Regions from separate parts of the Pan troglodytes genome. Here region 2 is linked to region 1. The links are chromatin contacts, called in public capture Hi-C maps. All regions are on one chromosome and are shown on one strand. Each heading gives the region's core, a stretch centred on a gene start, on an enhancer-like site or on the middle of the called end of the contact. The rest is flanking DNA. Distances are from core to core; before and after follow the strand shown. Region 1 overlaps PODXL (podocalyxin like). Region 2 has its middle 97 kb from the start of PODXL.

Region 1 (2,700 bases), core at 70-2,569:
CCCACCCCCCCAAAAAGGTGCATATCACAAGTGTACAGCTTGATGAATTGTCCTCGAGGGAATACACACATTTAACCAGCACCAGATGGTGAAACTGGACAGCTCGTCTCAGAAGCCCTGCCTGTGTTCCTCTCCATCCCCGAGGGTAACCGCTATTATTCTGACTGAGAAGATTCGGGGTTGTGTCTGTTGTGGGATTTCATATCAATGGCATCACACCGTCGTGACTCTTGGGTCTGGCTTCCCTCACTCAGCTTTGCTTTGTGTAACTCATCCTTCTCGTGGTGTGCGGTCGCAGACTGTTCGCCCCCATTACAGTGGAGGACTCTATTGTGTGCACATGCCACTATGTATTTGTCCATTCTGCTGCTGATGGGCATTTGGGCGGCTTCCAGTTTAGGGCCATTGTGAATAGGGCTTCTGTGAAACATCGCAGTTCCTGTCTTTGGGGAACTGATGTGTACGCACTTCAAACACATCTGTGGCAAGGCTGCACAGGGCCCACTGTGGCCCTGCAGAGTACAGGAGGGAGATGAACCAGGAGACCAGCTCCTGGCCCCTCCCCTGTGCTCTGACTTAGTTGGGAGGATGACCCCCCCCACCCCCAGGCAGACCCTCAGGCTGTTTCTGTATGGGCTGCCCCACTCCGTTGTGTGTCCCAGACCCATTCTCTGACCGAGCTTCCCATCCCCAAGGCCTGGCAGGGAAGGAGTGGCAGGGGCAGAAGCGCTCTGCGGGGAGCCAGCCTCATCCTCCATCCCGCCCTGGCGCAGCAGCTAGCGGGGCTCAGTTTCCACATAATGCAGGGAGCACAGGGTTCGATGACCTCTACAGTCTCACCTGATGAAAATCAGGCCCAGAGTTGGTGACACTGCATCCTCCAGGTGGAGGTCAGAGGGCGGAACCCCACCCCTACCCCCTAACAGGACCGAGCGCCTCAGCAGGAAGCTTCTAGATACATTCTTTGGAATGACTCATGACTATAATTCCATGGCTGAAGGCAGAGAGGTAACAGGAGAGCCTGGAATTCAATCGACGGTGCCACCTAAGACTCCTGCGTCGCCACTCCCTGGGGCTCAGCCAACCCCTGCCCGCTCTGGTTCCTCTCCCTCTCAACTGCTCCCCACTCCCCATCCTGCTCCCCACTCCCGCTCCCACTGTTGTTGCTGTTGCTAACAAGAGAAGCGTCCCCATGCCGAGCCCCTGGAGCTTTGTACGTGGTGTCAGGCTTTGTCTAGGGACCACCAGCCTGCCCAGAGAAGGGGATGGGTTCTTCCTGAGCTGGAAAGAGCAGACTAACCTCCTTAAAACAATACCCTCCCCAGGGGCCTCCTAATCCCTTCCCCTGCAGCAGACCATGTGAATCCTGATCTGTCTTCCTGGGCCTTGTGCCCAGGGACAGCCAACACACCAGCCAGCTGGCAGGCGAGGACGGGGACAGGGCTGATGCCTGGATGCCTTCGCTAACCTCGCCTGCCCAAGATGGGCTCCCAAACAAGTCACCACCACAGGACAGCACCCGGGGGAGGTGGCAGAGTGGCCACTCGCCCTGTCTTTAAGGTCAGTTTAAATGACCACATCCAAGATGTGATGTAGCCTCCACAGAAAAAGTGAGCTCTGCAAATGGAGACCTGGATGTCTGTGTGAGCCGGGCACCTCTTTGGACCTTGGTTTCCTCATCTGTTGAGGGAGACATATCTATCTTGGAACAAAATGAACATATTTTTTAGAATGTATAAGCTCTTTTTTTTGAGACAGGGTCTTGCTCTGTCACCCAGGCTGCAGTGCAGTATTGTGATCTCGGCTTACTGCAACCTCTGCCTCCCGGGTTCAAGTGATTGTCCAGTCTCAGTCTCCTGGGTAGCTGGGATTACAGGCACGCACCACCACGCTCAGCTAATTTTTGTATTTTTAGTAGACATGGGGTTTCGCCATGTTGGCCAGGCTGGTCTTGAAGTCCTGACCTCGTGATCAGCCTCCCAAAGTGCTGGGATTACAGGCGTGAGCCACCACGCCCAGTCCCCGAAATGTAAAAACTTTGAGGAAAATGTTTAAATATTCCAAATCTACAGTATCCTTACTGAGGGCGGGGCTGGAAGAAGGGGCAGCCAGGCTCAGCCAGCCTTGCCGACCCCCTGCTGTGAGCAGGAGACAGGAACGTCCGTGCCCAGTCTGGGTGCTGCATGTGTCCTGGTACACTCGGGGCAGCTCTGAGACCATGGGGTAGAGGGGTGGACATGCTGCCTCACTCACATGCTGGAACTTTCTGTAAATCCACCCATTAAATGACACCTCCTAAGAGCAGTTTATCCTCATGACTGTAAACTTAATACTGGGCAAATACTGAGGTCTTAGCATATTGGCCGGACTCTGCGCCACGTTCTTCCTGCATATGATCTCATTTGTGTCTCCAGCACCCTCTGAGGACACACCTTTAGTACCTTTTAATTTTTAATCTTTTTAGAGACAGGGTCTTGCTCTGTCACCCAGATTGGAGTGCGGTGGCGCGATCACGGCTCACTGCAGCTTCAACCTCCTCCTGGGCTCAGATGATCCTCCCACCTCAGCCTGCCATGTAGCTGGGACCACAGGTGTGCACCACCACACCCAGCTATGTTTTTGATTATTTTGTAGAGATACGGTCTCACTCTGTTGCCCAAACTAGTCTTGAACTCCTGAGCTCAAGTGATCCTCCTGCCT
Region 2 (2,700 bases), core at 199-2,698, 110 kb after region 1:
TGTTCGGGAAAAGATGATGAAGGGCACTTTGGAATTTGTAGATACCAGGAGACAAAGGGGAGGAGTGCTGTGGGGGGTCATTTGGGGTTGGAGGCTGAATAAGCAGGGTGTGGAGTGGGGCAGAAGAATCCAGCATCTCCCAAAGTGGAGGGATAGTGAGCAGTTGCTGCATGTGTGGGGTGTGTGTGTGTGTGATGTGTTTTGTGTGTGCTGTATGTGTTTGTTGTGGTGTATGTTGTGTGTGCTGTGGTGTGTGGGTGCTGTATTGTATATGTAGGGTGTGTATGCTGTGTGTTGTGTGTGTGGTGTGATGTGTGTGTGTTGTAGTGGTATGTGTTGTAGTGGTATGTGTTGTGGGGGTGTGTATTTGTGGTGTGTGTGTTGTGTGACGTGTGTGTAGGGTTTATGTGTTGCATTATGTGTTGTGTGTATGTTGCGTGTGTTGTGTGTTGTCTGGTACATTGTATTGTGGGTGTGTGTTGTAGGGATATGTGTGTTGTGTGTTATGTTGTGTGGGTATGTGTGGTGAGTTGTCCATTGTGTGTCGTGTTGGGTGTGTGATGTGTGTTGTGTGGTATGTTGTACTCTGTGTGTGTGTTGTGGGGTATGTGTTGTATGGATGTGTGGTGAGTTGTGTGGTAAATTGTGTTGTAGGGGTGTGTGTTGTAGGGGTGTGTATTGGGGTGTGTATGTGTGGTGTGTGTTATGTGATATGTGGTGCATTGTGTTGTGGGGTGTGTGTCATAGGGGTGTTTGTGGTGTGTGTTGGGTTGTGTTGTGGGTATGTGTGTGTAGCTGATGTTGGGATACATTGTGTGTTTTGTGGGTGTGTGTGGTATGTTTTGTGTTGTGTTGTGGGTGTGTATTATAGGGGTGTGTGTGTTGTGTGTTGGGGTGTGTGTGGCGTGCCTTGTGTGGTATGTGGTACATTGTGTTGTGGGGTATGTGTTGTAGGGGCGTTTGTGGTGTGTGTTGGGGTGTATATGTGTGGTGTGTGTTGGGTTGTATTGTGGGTATGTGTGTTGTGTAGTGGATGTTGGGATGCATTGTGTGTTGTGGGTGTGTGGCATGTTGTGTATGTTGTGGGTGTGTGTGGTGTGTTTGTTTTGTGTTGTGGGTCTGTGTGCTGTGTTGTGGGTGTGTTGTGGGATGTGTGTTGTAGGGGTGTATGTAGTGTGTTGGGGTGTATATGTGTGGTGTGTGTTGGGTTGTGTTGGGGGTATGTATGTTGTGTAGTGTGTGTGTTGGGATGTGTTGTGTGTGTTGTGTTGTGGGTGTGTGTGGTGTGTGTGCTGTGTTGTGGGTGTGATGTAGGGTGTGTGTTGTAGGGGTGTGTGTGGTGTGTGTTGTGCGGTGTCCTCCTGGGCATGTTCCCACCTTGGCAGTGCTGCCTCTGCCTGGGCCGCCCTTTGGGCAGCTGCTCCTGAGCCCTGCCTGGCTTAGTTGGCCTGTGCCCGCCACCTGGTGGCCGAGAGTGGAAGGGCAACCGGGCGTCTCACCACGGCCGTGGCTTGGGCGCATCCTCCTTTAAGAATAGGTCCTTGTCCCCCTCTCTGCTTGTGTCTCTTCTCCTCAGCGTCTTGCCTCTACCTCCTTCTCTCACCTCTGTACCAAGGGGGTCGGATTTCAGGTTTCCCCAAACGTCTCAGCGTGAATGGGAGTGAAGTCTCCAAGGTTGCCTGCCTCCCAGGGCGGTCGTGAGGATGACATGGCTGAGGAGGGGGCTGTGACAGGATGTGGCAGCTCACAGGCTCCTCAGGCATGACAGGAGAGGTACAGGATGAGCTTGCAACCCCCTCAGAATCAGGTGGCTATTGTGGAGCAGCCCCTCCAGGATCCCAGCACAGGTTCCGTCCCTGCCAGTTTACGGGAAAGGTGGCCAGGTGTCAGCAGTCAGGCATTTCTACTCCACGTAACACCCACCTGCTGTGTATTTTCTATTAAGGATTTTCAAAACAAACAAGGGAATTATTTGAGATGCATAAAGTTACATTGTGTGGATTTACTAAGCAATTAAAGCAAATGCTGTGAGTAATTGCAGATGTGCTGTCCAGGTATTGTTCTGGTTTTAACTACTGATCCCTTCTCCCTAAAGAGCAGGCCCTGGTCCTTTAGACAGAGCTGCCTGGGCTGATAGCTCTGCCCTAAGTGCGCAATGATTCCTTCATTCATTTGTACATTTGGTTACTGATGTAACAAGTATTCATTAAATCCGCAGCACGCGCCTGGCACTGTGCTACATACTGGGGACAAAAAAGATGAACAAACACATCCTGCCCTCCAGGGTCCTGACTACAGCTAAGAGGCCACATCAAGATAAATGCAACAAGCCTGCATCAGGGGGCTTCACCTGAGCCAAGGCTGTTGTCCCCAAAGCGTCTGACATGGGGGCCTTTAAGAGTTAGTGTTTCAGGAATACACACACCGGTCTTTTCAGACTCATCTGTGTGAAACTCACATTCTGATGCTCTGAGATTCTGATGCAGTCGGTCTATGAAGCTCCTGGAAGCCAGGTGTGTAGCCCCTTTTCTAGAACATGACTGGGATAGGAGAGTGGAGACAGGGCAGGGGATTTCAAGGCGACAGGCTGGTGCTGCCTGGGGAAGAGGGGCTCTTAGAGCAGCCAGGCACCTCTGCTGATTGGCCTGGACCTAGGAGGCCAGGGCCCCATGCTCTGTGCTGTGGGCTCCCACCAGGCAG

The links. Capture Hi-C pulls out chosen DNA fragments and counts their contacts.
Region 2: a capture Hi-C map of stem cell-derived neural stem cells shows a contact between it and region 1, with 4 times the contacts expected there. The contact joins two enhancer-like sites. A contact is called at or near these places in 3 of 7 Hi-C or Micro-C datasets (induced pluripotent stem cells and stem cell-derived neural progenitor cells) and 1 of 1 other capture datasets (stem cell-derived neural stem cells).

What each region holds. Positions count from the first base shown.
Region 1 is chr6:146,904,837-146,907,536 of NHGRI_mPanTro3-v2.0_pri, forward strand. The region is part of intron 1 of PODXL (podocalyxin like); the gene reads right to left. Among named protein-coding and RNA genes, the nearest start is that of PODXL, 18 kb to the right of the region's middle. Within about 2 kb of position 1,320, at least 7 of the 24 cell types and tissues checked have an H3K27ac peak or open chromatin away from gene starts, as enhancers often do. A contact at or near this core is called in induced pluripotent stem cells and stem cell-derived neural stem cells, where this site is marked.
Region 2 is chr6:147,019,488-147,022,187 of NHGRI_mPanTro3-v2.0_pri, forward strand. No RefSeq gene overlaps it. Among named protein-coding and RNA genes, the nearest start is that of PODXL, 97 kb to the left of the region's middle. Within about 2 kb of position 1,449, at least 7 of the 24 cell types and tissues checked have an H3K27ac peak or open chromatin away from gene starts, as enhancers often do. A contact at or near this core is called in induced pluripotent stem cells and stem cell-derived neural stem cells, where this site is marked.